3 separate regions of the Sus scrofa genome follow, and regions 1 and 2 are each linked to region 3. The links are chromatin contacts, called in public HiChIP or PLAC-seq and promoter capture Hi-C maps. All regions are on one chromosome and are shown on one strand. Each heading gives the region's core, a stretch centred on a gene start, on an enhancer-like site or on the middle of the called end of the contact. The rest is flanking DNA. Distances are from core to core; before and after follow the strand shown. Region 1 overlaps COG6 (conserved oligomeric Golgi complex subunit 6). Region 2 holds the start of COG6 (conserved oligomeric Golgi complex subunit 6). Region 3 holds the start of VPS36 (vacuolar protein-sorting-associated protein 36).

Evidence for each region. Promoter capture Hi-C pulls out the DNA fragments that hold promoters and counts their contacts. HiChIP or PLAC-seq counts read pairs in DNA pulled down with a chosen protein or histone mark.
Region 1: an H3K27ac HiChIP or PLAC-seq map of alveolar macrophages shows a contact between it and region 3. The contact joins the enhancer-like site here to the promoter of VPS36 in region 3. A contact is called at or near these places in 7 of 47 Hi-C or Micro-C datasets (epiblast stem cells, fetal skeletal muscle, mesenteric adipose tissue and 2 more) and 1 of 2 datasets of contacts at active chromatin or transcription factors (alveolar macrophages).
Region 2: a contact with region 3 is called in a promoter capture Hi-C map of liver, with 7 times the contacts expected there. The contact joins the promoter of COG6 here to the promoter of VPS36 in region 3. A contact is called at or near these places in 1 of 5 promoter capture datasets (liver) and 2 of 2 datasets of contacts at active chromatin or transcription factors (alveolar macrophages and skeletal muscle).

The regions. Positions count from the first base shown.
Region 1 is chr11:14,611,291-14,615,842 of Sscrofa11.1, reverse strand. COG6 (conserved oligomeric Golgi complex subunit 6) reads right to left here. Exons shown (of 22, transcript XR_002336515.1): 12 at 4,059-4,176. Among named protein-coding and RNA genes, the nearest start is that of COG6, 37 kb to the right of the region's middle. Within about 2 kb of position 1,637, at least 4 of the 83 cell types and tissues checked have an H3K27ac peak or open chromatin away from gene starts, as enhancers often do. A contact at or near this core is called in alveolar macrophages, where this site is marked.
Region 2 is chr11:14,574,106-14,578,753 of Sscrofa11.1, reverse strand. COG6 (conserved oligomeric Golgi complex subunit 6) reads right to left here and starts at 2,550. Exons shown (of 22, transcript XR_002336515.1): 1 at 2,300-2,550. LHFP (lipoma HMGIC fusion partner) reads left to right here and starts at 2,624. Exons shown (of 6, transcript XM_005668367.3): 1 at 2,624-2,955; 2 at 3,047-3,156.
Region 3 is chr11:15,733,740-15,738,516 of Sscrofa11.1, reverse strand. It overlaps VPS36 (vacuolar protein-sorting-associated protein 36), which reads left to right and starts at 3,048. Exons shown (of 13, transcript XM_005668376.3): 1 at 3,048-3,225. The coding sequence starts at 3,130.

The DNA of each region.
Region 1 (4,552 bases), core at 388-2,887, 1.1 Mb after region 3:
GCATAATTATTGATAGCAAGGACAACAATAATAATAGCCAAAACCTATTCATTGCTATAAACTCACATAGGCTGTAGTATTAATTAGTATTTAATACATTCAAATTACAGTTCTTTCTTCCCCTCTTATTCCGTTCTAGGTTCAACTAGAAAATGCCATGCTTAAAACTTATCTTTTGTAAGCCATTATATTTTCTTATTTTCTTACAACTTTCATTTTAACTTTATAGGGAAAAAACTGTATAAGAACCTACTAGGTTTTTCTGAGTGAAAATAAAATAAAATAAATGGATAGCTATTTCGGATAAATAAATTAAGATTTTTCCTTCCCAGCATGAACAAAAATAAACTTTAAGTACATTAAATATTTGATATCAAAGTGAAATGACAGGAGTTCTCCTGTGGTACAACAGCTTAAAGATCTGGCATTGTCACTGCAGTAGCTTGGGTTGCTACGGTGGTGCAGATTTGATCCTTGGCCATGGGAACCTCCACATGCCACTAGCCTCCACTAAAAAAAAAAGTGAATCTACACAAAGACCTCAGAACGCATATTTAAATGAATTTATTAAATAATCTAACATTTTCCCACTGACAGATGCTAACTTTAGCATATCTTAAATTCTGAACATATTTTCTTATTGTTGAAAAGTTTTTGAAGTATGGCATGCTCTCAAAGGAGAAATAATAAAGAAAAAAAGTTAGATATTACTACATAAACATGAAAGGCGGTACGTAAGAAAATACTACAGGCAAAATTAAAAGGTAAAAGATGACGCGGAGAAGGGATTTGTAATACACTCATAATGCATTAAAAAAAAAAAGTCAGAAAATAAGATATAACCTAGTAGGAAAATGGCAAAGGACATGAAAAAATAATTCTCAAACAGCCAATAAACATATTTTTAAAGGCTCATTTTTGCTAGAAGCACCACAATCTATATTGGAAAAAAACCAATCATGGTGCTTTGTGCTAATCATATTGGCAAAGACATTTTAAAATGCTTATTATTCAACTCGGAGAAATTTGGCCATTCTAATAGGAGCTAGTATGGTAGATCTGAGAACAGAGGTGAAAGGAAACTAACCATGAGGGGCTGTGCGTGGACGTGCAGGACTCCCAGACACCACAGAGGCGTCGTAGATGTTGGAGACCGCGCCTTAGTGGCTCTAGACCTCATTTCCCTTAGCAGTGAACAACAATCACAGCATAAAAGAGAAATTAAAAACTCAAATTAATCCGGGGTGGTTTTGCATAGTGAGTGTAATAGCAAGATGATGACAGACCACGGGTGAGAAGCAAATGAAGTGAACCAGTCATTCATGTAACTGGTATTTACTGAGTCCCCTGTGAGCTGGCATTCAGGAAATGAAAGCATTTTGAAGTGCACAGGGTGGGGGTACTAAATACCGTCACAATGCTGTGCAAGCAGGATCCACCACAATTCTTTTCATCTTGAACACCGCAGCTCTGCAGCCACACAATAGAAACGCCCCATCCCTCCACTTCCCAGTCCTGACGACCACCCTTTTTCCTGTCTTCCTCTGCCATTTGGACTCTTCTAAGTACCTTGTGAGGTGGAGTCATACAGTATTCGTCATTTTGCGATTGGCTTATTTTGTAATAGCCTCAAGGTTCATTCATACTGTAGCGTATGTCAGAATTTCCTTCCTCTTTAAGGCTGAGTAACTTTCCACCTTACATATATACCACATTTTGTTTATCCATTAATCCTTCGAGGGACAATGGGCTGCTTCCACATTTCAGCCATTGTGAATAACGCTGCTTCAAACAAAGCTGTACAAATATGTCCTTGAGGTCCTGCTTTCAGTTCTTTCAGATATACACCCAGAAGGAGAATAGCTCGGTCATAATTTTACCCTTAAAATTTTGAGGAATCATCATACTTCTCCACAGCAACTGTAATATTGTACAATCCCAGCAACAGTGCACAAGGGTTCCAATTTCTCCACGTTCTTCCCAACATTTGCCATTTTCTGCTGTTTTCATACTAGCCAACCTAATGGGCGTCTTATTACAATTGTGATTTGCACCTTCCTAATGAGAAGTGATGTTGATCATCTTTTCACGTGCTTATCCGCCGTTTCTGCATCTTCTTTGAAGAAATAACCTATTCGAGCTTTGTCCATTTTTTTAATCAAGCCAGAAGTTTTTGTTAAGTTTAAAAGTTCTCTATGTATTCTTGACATTAATCTCTTATTAGATATGTGACTTGCAAATATTTTCTCCCATTCTGCATGTTGCCTTTTTACTCCACTGATGGCATCTTTTAATCACAAAATCTTTTAATTTTGATCAAATCCAATTTGTCTACTTTTTCTTTCCTTTTTTTTTTTTTTTTTTTTTTTTGTCTTTTTGCCATTTCTTGGGCCGCTCCTGCGGCATATGGAGGTTCCCAGGCTAGGGGTCTAATCAGAGCTGGAGCTACCAGCCTACACCAGAGCCACAGCCATGCGGGATCTGAGCCGCGTCTGCAACCCACACCACAGCTCACGGCAACACCGAATCCTTAACCCACTGAGCAAGGCCAGGGATCGAGCCCGCAACCTCATGGTTCCTAGTCGGATTCGTTAACCACTGCGCCATGACAGGAACTCCTACTTTTTCATTTATCATTTGTGCTTTTGGTGTCATATCCAAGAAATTACTAGATCCAACATTGCGAAGCTTCTGTCCTAGGTTTTAAGAGTTTGATAACTTACATTTACATTCAGGCCTCTGATCCATTTTGAGCTGGTTTTTACATGAAGTGTTAGATAATGATCCAACTTCATCCTTTGCATATGGATATCCAGTTTTCCTAGCACCATTTGTTGAGGAAGACTGTCCTTTCCCTTCTGAATGGTCTTGAAACTCTTGTGAAAAATCATCTGACCATACATGCAAGGGTTTATTCCTGGGCTGTCTATTCTACCCCATTGCTCTCTAGTCTGTCTTTATTCCAGTGCCAACTGTTTACCATGCGGTGTAGTAAGTATGAAATCAGGAATTTCAGTCCTCCAAGCTTTCTTCTTTGCCATGATTGTTTTAGCTATTTAGGTGAACTCAGGGATGCAAAAACTGACCAGGTACTCTGGATTGGATTGCTACTGACTGTTCCACACTATACTAAGAACCTTTGTCTAATACAACAAAGTGAGTAGATAGAGCAGCCTAATTTTTAAAAAAAATTTAAAAAGTCAGAATGGTGACTGTGATACATCCTTGAAAAACCTGCATCCTTAATAATCAAACAAAACTAAAGAAGGATTTGATTACTGTAAACCCATTCTTAAACGTCCTGTCAAGTTACTGCTGAACAACCTACTGTTCATTTTCACAAACATTAGCTCTCGGAATTCCCCGTCGTGGCACAGCAGAAATGAATCCGACTAGGAACCGTGAGGTTGTGGGTTTGATCCCTGGCCTCGCTCAGTGGGTTAAGGATCTGGCATTGCTGTAAGCTGTGGTGTAGGTCACAGACGTGGCTTGGATCCTGCGTTGCTGTGGCTCCGATTTGATCCCTAGCCTGGGAATCTCCATATGCCGCAGGTGGGGCCCCAAAAAGCCATCAAAAAAATATATTCGCTCTCATAGGACTCTTTCAGGCCTTTGTTGTTATTTAGTTTTTGATTTCTTGTTTGTTTTCATAATTAATATATAACTCAAAAGATCATAAATTTCTTAAGGACAAAGCCAGACCTGAGTGTAAAAATATAAGTAAGCTGTTTAGAAAAAGACATTTTGTAAAAGTTCTAAATATAGGAAGTCTGCTTTAATCACAAATTCTTGGTTTTGGAAAAAAAAGGTAGTGAAACTAGGGCTTGAGATTTTATCTCCAATTATGACTCAACGTTATATTGTTCCAGGAACAGACTATAAACCTAGATCCAGTAAGCCATCTCAAAATGAATTTTGTTTTGTCTAGGAAAAACTCAAAAGGATGCCATACAGAATGGGAAAAAAAACCCGCTATCAATGTAAAAACAGTAAAAACGACATTTTTTAATGTGAAAAACTCACATTCACATTGTTTCGAGAATTTTTTTCAAACGTACCTTGTCCATTAATTTGCTTGCATGAAGACTCAAGCTATTGAAGAATATTTTTTTGCTCAGCAAATGCATTTCTTCAATGGTAGTCAACAATGTAGTTGCACTATTTCCAACAATGCCGCTAAAAGCAAAGAATATCTCAAGTTGCATAACTGGCTAAAACAATTCAGCTCTTTAACTGATAATTCTTCAAAAAGATCTGGATTAAATTAAGTTTTTATACAGAATATAACCTGTGACTTAGAAACAATTATTCTAGTTTCATTAAAAAATGAGATTTTTTTTCCTTTTAAGTTGGGTGATAAACAAATGAAAACAAATACCATGTTTTCGATATTCCATAATCTCTTTTAGAATACAGTGGGTTATAATAGATACTTAAAACACGCAAACCCGCATCTCTGTTTTTTCCTCTATCACATTAAATGCATGTCTTGATCATCCAAAAGATCTCATTTTTATTTTAAGGAAGCCATTCCATCAGTAGCTCTACTGAT
Region 2 (4,648 bases), core at 1,301-3,800, 1.2 Mb after region 3:
GACAGGGGCGAAGAACAAGATGGTAGCATTGTATATAAAAACAAGAGGACATTTCCAAAAAACTGTTTGTTTTTTTGTGAGATAGCGCCTATAGGATTTTTTAATGGACTGGATGTGGGAAAAAAAAAAAAAAAGACAGGAATAAAAAATTACTTGTATGCGTCTTCCTTGAAGGGTAAGTTGTGATGTTCTTTCTAACGGGGAGCAGAACCAGTTTGGAGAAAAATCAGGAATTCTAGCCATGTTAAAACATCATTACGATGTTGATCATGTATCCAAACAAAGGTGTCAAATAGACAAATGATTGTACAAATCTAGAGTTTAGTAAAGATGTCAAGAACAAGGTTCATAAATTAGAGAAGCATCATGCTTTTCACTATTTAAAAACAGAGTGAGTTCTCTTCGTGGCTCAGCAGTTAACGAACCCGACTAGGAGCCATGAAGTTGCAGGTTCCATCCCTGGCCTCGCTCACTGGGTTAAGGGTCCGGTGTTGCTGCGAGCTGTGGTGTAGGTTGCAGATGCGGCTTGGATCCCGTGGTGTTGTGGCTCTGGTGTAGGCCGGCGGCTACAGCTCTGATTGAACGCCTAGCCTGGGAACCTCCACATGCCGTGGGTATGGCCCTAAAAAGACCAAAAAAAAAAAGAGTAAGAGTTCTTCTACAGAGAGAATATGGACAGAGGAGAGGAGGCAGAGTTCCAAGCCCATGATATCTAATAGCACCCTAAATCCTACAGACAGAAATTCCTACACCTGAACCATGTATGTTCCAAGAGGCTGACCTTTCCATTTTTTGGTTATAATGATATTTTAGGATACTGGACTGACAAAAAGCTATTTAAATTCAGTTTAATATGTGAGAGTAAAAATATCCTTAACTATCAATATTTACTGTAAAACAAAGCTGTTTCTTTTGAATACAGGCTTGAAATGTCCTAGGGCCTGGCCCAAAGGAGTAGTCAGTCAGTAAATGCTGAATGAACAAAATCACAAAGATTAGGGGCAAATTACAGCTCACCACTTACCCAGTATGTCACTTAAGCTAGTAACATTCTCTCCACACCTTATTTTTCTCATTGGGTAAAAAGGCGATAATATTAATTTATCAGAGTAGATGTAGTAAATGAAATAGTCCATGTCAATATTAGATACTTTAAACCCTTAAGAAATTGTATAATATTAGCATTTAATAAGAATTAACATTTCATAAGGAAAAACTGCTGGGGCCCTGTGCTAAGCAGTCTCTCCCTGAACCCTCACAACAACCCTGAGAAAGTTATTAGCAGTATTCCCAATTTAGAATTTTAACATCAGCTTAGAGAAGGGGCTTAAACCATAATGCACCAATTTGGTGGTTTAGAGCCAATAATCCGTGGCCCCAGAGCCTACCTTTCTTAGCTCATTATATTGTTATTTTTTTAACACAAAAATTCTTATTGACAGGTTACTGTCAGTTACCTACAAATTCATCTTTAGAACTCTCACTTCTACATATATATTTTTATTTTAACCACAACGGCATGACAATATACCTAGGGACTCAGTGATACAGAAGAGATAAGCAGCTACTAGTGGAGATGGGAAGTCCGCTCTAAGTTTCAGAAGGTACTTGGAAGAGGATGCGGGAGGTTTATCTTGTAAAGAAATACAGCACAAGCCCACACGTCAGTTAGTGCTTGGCTAACAACAAAATTAGTATTGTTTCCTTTGAACCATCAACAGGTGGTAGCCCTTTCGCGCTGTAAATTGTTAGTGCTTGGCCAACAACAAAAACTAGTATTGTTTCCTTTGAACCATAAGCAGGTGGTAGCCCTGTCGCTCTGTAAATTGTTAGATGTTTTCACCTGTCAATGGAAAAGCTCAGTGATGCTTAGCCTTGGCCTTCGTTCCTCCGAAGGCCCCCCTTCGTCCTGCCTTATCTTGCATTTTCCTCTTTTGCCCGTTTCTTCTTCTGCGCCCCCAGGGGGGTGTCTCCTCTCTCCCTCCCTGCTCAGAACCCCCGAACACCTGCGGAAGCAGGGCGCCTCCACCGTTTACCTTCCGGATCCAGAGTCATCGAGGAAAGAACCGTTTTAAATAAATAGGGAGCAATACCCAGAAAACCTCTTCGCTTTTCCAGGGGCTCCTCGGCCTACCCTTTCTTACCCGCCCCATGCCGGCACGACAGCGGGTCCCGAGGGCCTGGGGTCCCCTCGGCGGTGGGGACAAGGGACAAGCTAGAGGGTGTCGGACAGACGCCGCCCCCAGTCCCTCCGACCCGCGAACGACGCGGGACCTTCGGCCCTGCCGGCTGCGGTTACCTTGTCGTTGTCCAGCCGCGTGTCCAGGATCTTACGCAGCTTCCGCGACAGCGGGTTGTTGGTCTGCGCCGAGGTCCCACTGGCCCCATTACTGAAGCCGTTGGCAGCCCCGGTCACGGGCACTGCGACTACTTCCCCGCTACCCTCAGCCATAGCGCCGCGCGTCCCGCCCCCTCCTCGGCGCCGGCCACCTCAGCCCCGGTGCGCGACGCGCCAGCAGCCGCGCATCGCGCATGCGCCTACCTACCGCGCATGCGCCCTGGGAAGGTTCTGCCCTGACCACTCCTGTTGAGCGGAGCTGCTGGGGGCGGTAGAAATTGGTGGAAGGAAGAGAAGGGGCGGGGCAGGACTCTCGGAGCAAGAGGGGACGAGACTAACGCGCGACTTTGCAAAATAGATTAAACTTCAGGGCAAATTTATAGAGTTTGGAGATTCCAGTTTACGGGATTAAAAGGGCATGTGGAATCCTGAATCTTTGAAAGTTCGTGCTAGGCAGAAGTGAAACACACGGAGCCCTGTGTCTCACAAATACGTTCGGTAAAAGTTATTTCCAGTTAAGATCACTTTAGAATACTATGCAACTGTTATCTGCTGTGAAGGAGATTTAAATGAGGCTGTGGAAAGAATTCCAAAATCTAGTATGTGAAAAAAGCAAGGTGCGTTATAGTGTATATAATGTGAAACACTTGTGTGATTGTGTGAAAAAGAGAAATGTGTAAATTTAGGCTTTTTTTTTTTTTTTTCCAGGATGGCATTCCTGTGGAAAGGAGGTTTCCATTTTTCATTTGGTACCTTTCCAAGCGGCCTGAAATTTTCTAATCTTCGTGTGTTGCTGAATATGTGAACAGGTTAATAAGGTAGGCCCGCAACCTTAAATTATTCCCCACCTTTCCGTGTTTATTTGCACTTCTCTGAATTTGCATTTGTAAACAAAATAATCTGAAACTTGGAATGATATGTAGGAGTGCGAAGACAGGGACATTATGGTAAAATTTAAATATATTTAAAGCAATTTTTATGTTTTTTAATGTTAATTTATTTTATAATGCTAACTATAAATTATAAGTTAAAGCCGTAAAAATCAGGATTTTCAACAGTTCAAATCAATATTTTCCAACAGTTAAAAATAATTATTCAGGTAAGCCTCATCAGAGACCTAAGTTTTAAATATGTGTATATTTTTATATGGGTGTGTATATATATAATATTTATATATAACAATTCGTATTGAAGATAAAGGTTTTCTTTTAGTGAAAATGTGAATGCTAGTTATGTGTGTTGAGCTCCTTAATATACTAAAACACTTAGGCTATGAACACCTTGTCCTTAGAGGATGGGGAGTGTCAGCTCTGCCCCTTTTACTTTATTTGTGACTATATTGTTAGTATTATCTTCAATTTGTGGGTTCTCTGAAGGAATCTTTTTAGGCCATTTGCCATTTTGTGAGGCTGTTTATTTAAAGTTAGATGACATAATCTATAAATCCTCCCTACCTCCCCCCCCCCCCCCCCCCCCCCCCCCCGGTGTACAAACTCAAGCATTGAAAACAAGCAAAAAAAGATGACTCCCTCCCAATCCCAGCGTCATGGTACACCCAATCTCCCCCTCAGGATGCCACCCATACTGTATGTGTGATCTGTGACCTAGAAATATGAATAGTGAGAGAACCAGAGTCAACCAGTAGAGTGCATTTCCATAATGCATCACATTACAAATGAAAGTGCCACCCGGTTGCGTTCTCTGACATCCATCCTGAGATTTATGGCCCACTTTGGAGCAAACTAGTATAGAGCATCAGATCCACAGGTCTGTCTCTGGCTTTCAGGTGCTCTTTATTTTCATCCCAGCCTGATAAATGCATCCTTGGAGTTCCCGTCGTGGCGCAGTGGTTAACGAATCCGACCAGGAACCATGAGGTTTCGGGTTCGGTCCCTGGCCTTGCTCAGTGGGTTGACGATCTGGCCTTGCTGTGAGCTGTGGTGTAGGTTGGAGACGCGGCTCGGATCCCGCGTTGCAGTGGCTCTGGCGTAGGCCGGTGGCTACAGCTCCGATTCAACCCCTAGCCTGGGAACCTCCACATGCCGCGGGAGCAGCCCAAGAAATAGCAAAAAGACAAAAAAAAAAAAAAAAAAGAAATGCATCCTTATATTTTATTCTCAGTGTCTCCCTGTACTTAGCTTATGCTGCACTGCAAGAATTTTAATTCCCTGTTTCTAAACATGCCCAGTGTTTTCATCACCATCATGCACATGGCCTCCCTTCTGCCCCAAAAAGTCTCTGCATTTTATGTCTGTATCCCCACCTACCAGCTGTCTGCTTCATGAAACCTGCTTCCATTTGGGTATCATT
Region 3 (4,777 bases), core at 1,799-4,298:
TTTTTTAGGGCCGCACCCTCGGTACATGGAGGTTCCCAGGCTAAGGTCAAATCGGAGCTGTAGCCATCAGCCTATGCCACAGCTACAGCAACGGGGATCCGAACCAAGTCTGCAACCTATACCATAGCTCACGGCAACGCTGGATCCTTAACCCACTGAGCGAGGCCAGGGATCCAACCCACATCCTCATGGATGCTACGGAATCGTTAACCACTGAGCTGCTACGGAAACTCCTTTTTAAGCCATTTTGAGTTTATTTTGTATATGGTGTGGGGGAGTATTCTAACTTCAGTGTTTGGGATGCAGCTGTCCAACTTTCCCAACACCACTTGCTGAAGGAGACTCTTTTCTTTTCGAATGAAAGTATAGGTATTTTATTCCCCTTCTAAAATATTACAATATTCTTTTGTAAGACTGGTCAAGTTTTTAAAACAAGAGGTAAATATAGTGCTATTATTGCTACTTAAAATTATTCCACATTATGATTTTTTAAGAATGGAACGGGATTTTTGTTGTTGTTGTTGTTACATAAGACTATATAGATTATCATAGTCTGTATTTTAACCAGAAGCCTGGTTCTCAACCCAGAGCATGATGTGTTTTTGCCTCCAGGTTTTTTTTTTTTTTTTAAGTAATAATTGTACCAATGTTGTATTTGAGTGGGTGAAAACAAGTAGCACATTTCAAACTCGATGATGAAAGATACTTTCAAAGCTTGTAGGATAATGAACATCTTTAAACAGTTGCTCAGAAACTGGCCCAAGAGCACCCTTCATCAAGACTGTGGTGTGGGGATACTGCAACAAGCTGGACCCTATGAGGCCTTCCCAGAAAAGACCCCCACTCATGTCCTCCGCCTGCCTATTGTCTATAGGAAAACTTCAATCAGAGGAATGAAAAAATACAGAGAAAAAGGAAAAGAGTTGAGCAAAACAAAATAATAATAGTTTAGCCATTCAACAAAGTCAAAGACCTTTAGTTCTTACTCAAGAACTACAGATTAAATTCCGAGCCACGTCCTTGAAGCCATTGCAGGTGCCGAAGGCGGAAGACGTCAAAGGTATGCTGCCTGCAAGCGCGTAGACCCCAGACCGGTTGGAACCAGAAGGTCGATGACGCTGACTCCCAATGACCTCACCATCCACCCGTCAGGAAAAGGTCCATGAGCTGCTAATGCCCTGTTTTTGAACACTCTAAGACCCCTCATCGTCCCCTCCAAGGAGGGCGCCGTCCTTGCCTGCTGCTGTGTCCCCTCTCTGCCTGGCAATTAGAGCTACTTTTCCTCTTTCTTTCAACTCTGTCTCCGCGTTTCTCTTTGGCATCGGTGTACAGAGATTTCAGCCACAGCGATCAAGGCCCTCTTGTGCCCCTCACGCTTCACTCCCCTCTCTTAGCTTTGCTTCCTCATCTGGGAAACCTGCAACAGTCCAGAGAATCTTCGCAGGTTGCCACCACAGAAATCAGTGTCTGGACCCACATTCTCTGCTCTCCTCTGATTAGAAAGCTCTCTGACCCTCTCCGGTGCGCTCTTCTTTCACTCAGCGAGGTCCCTCCATCAAATCCCCCACCAATCACTTATCAGGTTTTTGACTTCGATCACTGCTCTCAGCAGTCACACATATTATTTGTTCCGCCTTAAAAACCAACCAACCAACCAACCAACCAACCAAACTCTCTGGCAATCTCACTTCCCCTTCTGCTTCTGGGCAAAGAAACCAACACATAAAAACCAAACCAACCAAATTCTTCCAAAGGCTCGTCTAGTTCCCTGCCTGTAAGTCCTCTCCTCTTTTTCTCTTTTAAAAAAATCACTCCACGAAGATGGTCTTCCACCACCCCACTGGACCCACTCCTGCCAAGGCCACCAAACATCCACAGGGTAAAAGCAGTGATCAGTCCCCTGACCCACCCGTCCTTCCGCCTGTACCCTCTTTCCACTTGGTTTCCAGGATTCCACACCCTCCTGCTGTCGCCCAACCTCCCCAGCAGCTCCACCTCCTTTTCTGCACCCTTTCCTCCCCTGACCTGTGTTACTTTGGTCTCAATGAATTGTCCCATGTTCCTGAGCAATTTTGTACAGTGTGAGCTGTTAGCTTCAGGGAGATGATTTCCTTTGGATTAAAAGATAATCAAAGAATAACAGATATTCAGAAATAGCCTCATCCACACACACACACAAAGGAAACAAGAATAAACAGTTGAGTGGTAAAAAAATTTACAGAAGGGATAACACTCAATGTAGTCAAAGCGACTTGGCCTGGGTAAAGACTGACTTGCTGGTGGCAGCACATCCTAGCTAAATAAGTCCCCAGTATGTAGCAGGGTCTCTTTAAAGCTGTAATTCTACTTTGGGAAGACACTTTAAGAAAATAATCCTAAAGGGGAAAATGCATTTCAGTTGCAGAAGTACAAATATAGGTGCTTCATTTATAATGTAAAATATCTAAAGAAATGAAAGGGACAGCAGCAAGAGGCCCAGCAGATGGGAGTAGCACTCAGGGACCAGTTTGTGGGGACCAACCCACAGGTAAATTTTAAGACATCTACACACTGAATATTATCTGGAGTAAATTCATGAGGTCTATGTTAATGCAAGTGTTTAAATAAAGATGATTTTAATGGGAAAAAAGAGGAGAGCACAAAATAAGTACTTATACACTGACTGAAGCTATGTGAAAAGAATTCAGGTCATAAATATTCATTAGGGAAAAAAGTCATCATTTACAGCTTTGAATGAATATGACAGCATGCTGGGCACTGAGAAGGAAATGGCACAAATATGCAGGAATAATGCACAATAAGGAGGTCCAGGCTGCAATCTGGGCTCCCTCGAAGTCCTTTGTAAGATCTGGGTTTGTGCCCCATCTGGACAAAGGATGGGGTGGAAGTTCCCCCCGGGCCATTGGCGGATGTACCACCAGAGGGCGCGCCAAGCTTGTCTCCAGGTCTCCGGGCGCCCTCCCGCCCCCCGGCGGCGCGCGCTCCCCAGGGCGGCCGGGCTGGACCTCTCCCTCCCTGCCGGCCTCCTCTCCGCCTGCCGCCAGAGGGCGCCGCAGGCTGCCCGGCGCTCGGCTGGCCGCCCCGGAGCGCCAGCGCGGGAGTGAGGCGGGGGCCGGCCAGGCGGCGGCCATGGACCGCTTCGTGTGGACCAGCGGCCTCCTGGAGATCAACGAGACCCTGGTGATCCAGCAGCGCGGGGTGCGCATCTACGACGGCGAGGAGAAGGTAGGGAGGCGGCCCGGGTCGCTCCCCGGCCCCCGGCTCGACTCTCGGCGCCGCCCCCGCCCGCCGGAGCCCGTCCGGCGCTCGGCTCGGCCCGACTTTGGAACGGCTCCCGGGGACGCGGTGGGTGGCGGCCCCTCCGGCCCGGGAGAGACTCCTTCGGGCCGCTCGGAGGGCGCGGGCCGAGCGCGGCGCGGTCTGGGAACCCGGATTCAGCGCCCCGATCGCGGCGGACGGGCGGCGGGCAGGCCGGTTCCGCCCTCGTCGGGAGGCCCCGGGTCCTGCGCTCGCGAACCGGGCGTGGCTTCGGCGCTGGGACCTGGGGGCGCCCGGGGGACTCCCGGCTGTCGCGGCCGGAGCGTCTGGGGGACGGCTTTGGAAGGACCTCGAAAGGAGGTGTCAGCCTCTCCTTGGGACGCCTTGGCCAAAGGCTCTGCGGGTTTTTTTGGGGGGAGGGGGTGACCTAAGAAAAGGGTTTTGATGATTTGCTTTGTACAGCGATGTAGTAGGCCATGCCTGGTCACCCGAGCTTAAACCTTAGGAGATCTGTTTGCAAACTGAGAGGGAAAAATACTGTGTAAGACATTCCCTGGAGACTTCTCTCAAACTGCAAACTGTCATCCTGTTCTGGGGAAATGTATAAGCTGGAATTAGGAAAAAAAAATTTAAAAACCCGTTTCCTCCCCAGCGTTTTTCGTTTGCACAAGTTTTCCCTGCACCCTCTACTTCCTTGCAGTTTCGTTAGAGGAACTTCCTGTTGTACTTTTGCATGGGTTCCTGGACTCAGCTTTTCCTGATCATGCTTTGCAGAAGCTGGAGGCCTCCTGCCTTGAAGGTAGCAGAGGGCCTGGGTCACAACCTTCCTTCGGAGGCAAGGCTGACGGGACCGAGGGCCCAAGGTTCTCTGCCTCTTGGAGGGCATTGTTTCATATTTCCATTTTGGAGTCAAAGTCTTTTCCTTAAATCATTTCGTTGGCCTCAACTCTGTTTACTGCTTCAGTCCTTTCATTAATTTGATCTTGTATTGGGCTGGCATCTTTTGGTTGGAGCAACAAGCTAAAGGTTTTTGGGTTTTCAAACCGAGGTTACACCTTTGGAACTCTTGTCGTAAATGGGAAACAAATCAACCCCCCTCCCCAGCCCTGGCCCTCGGGGAGCTGGAGGTTTTCCCCACCCGCCCAACTGTAATTCTGGACATTGGCAGGTTGGTCTTCAGAGACTCCCCAAGCCTCTCCCTGCTGGCAAGTCAGGCTTTTGCAGAGCCACAGGCTCTGCCCTTTTCTGGAATTCCAGTATGCAAATTAGAATACCTTGGCTGGCACAGAATTTAACTGTGGTATCTTCAAAACCAATAAAAAAAACAAAATCGTTTGTACCTTTGTATGAAAAACCATTGTTGAACCAGCACATTCTATTTTTTCTTTTACTTTTTTTTGCTTCTTGTTTTAGCAGACAAGTAGATATATGTATCAGAGGATTAAGAAAATGTCATGGGGAAAACTTAGTTGATCTAGTTAAGAATTTTTTTTATAACCATTTTTTAAACTTGAAGTAT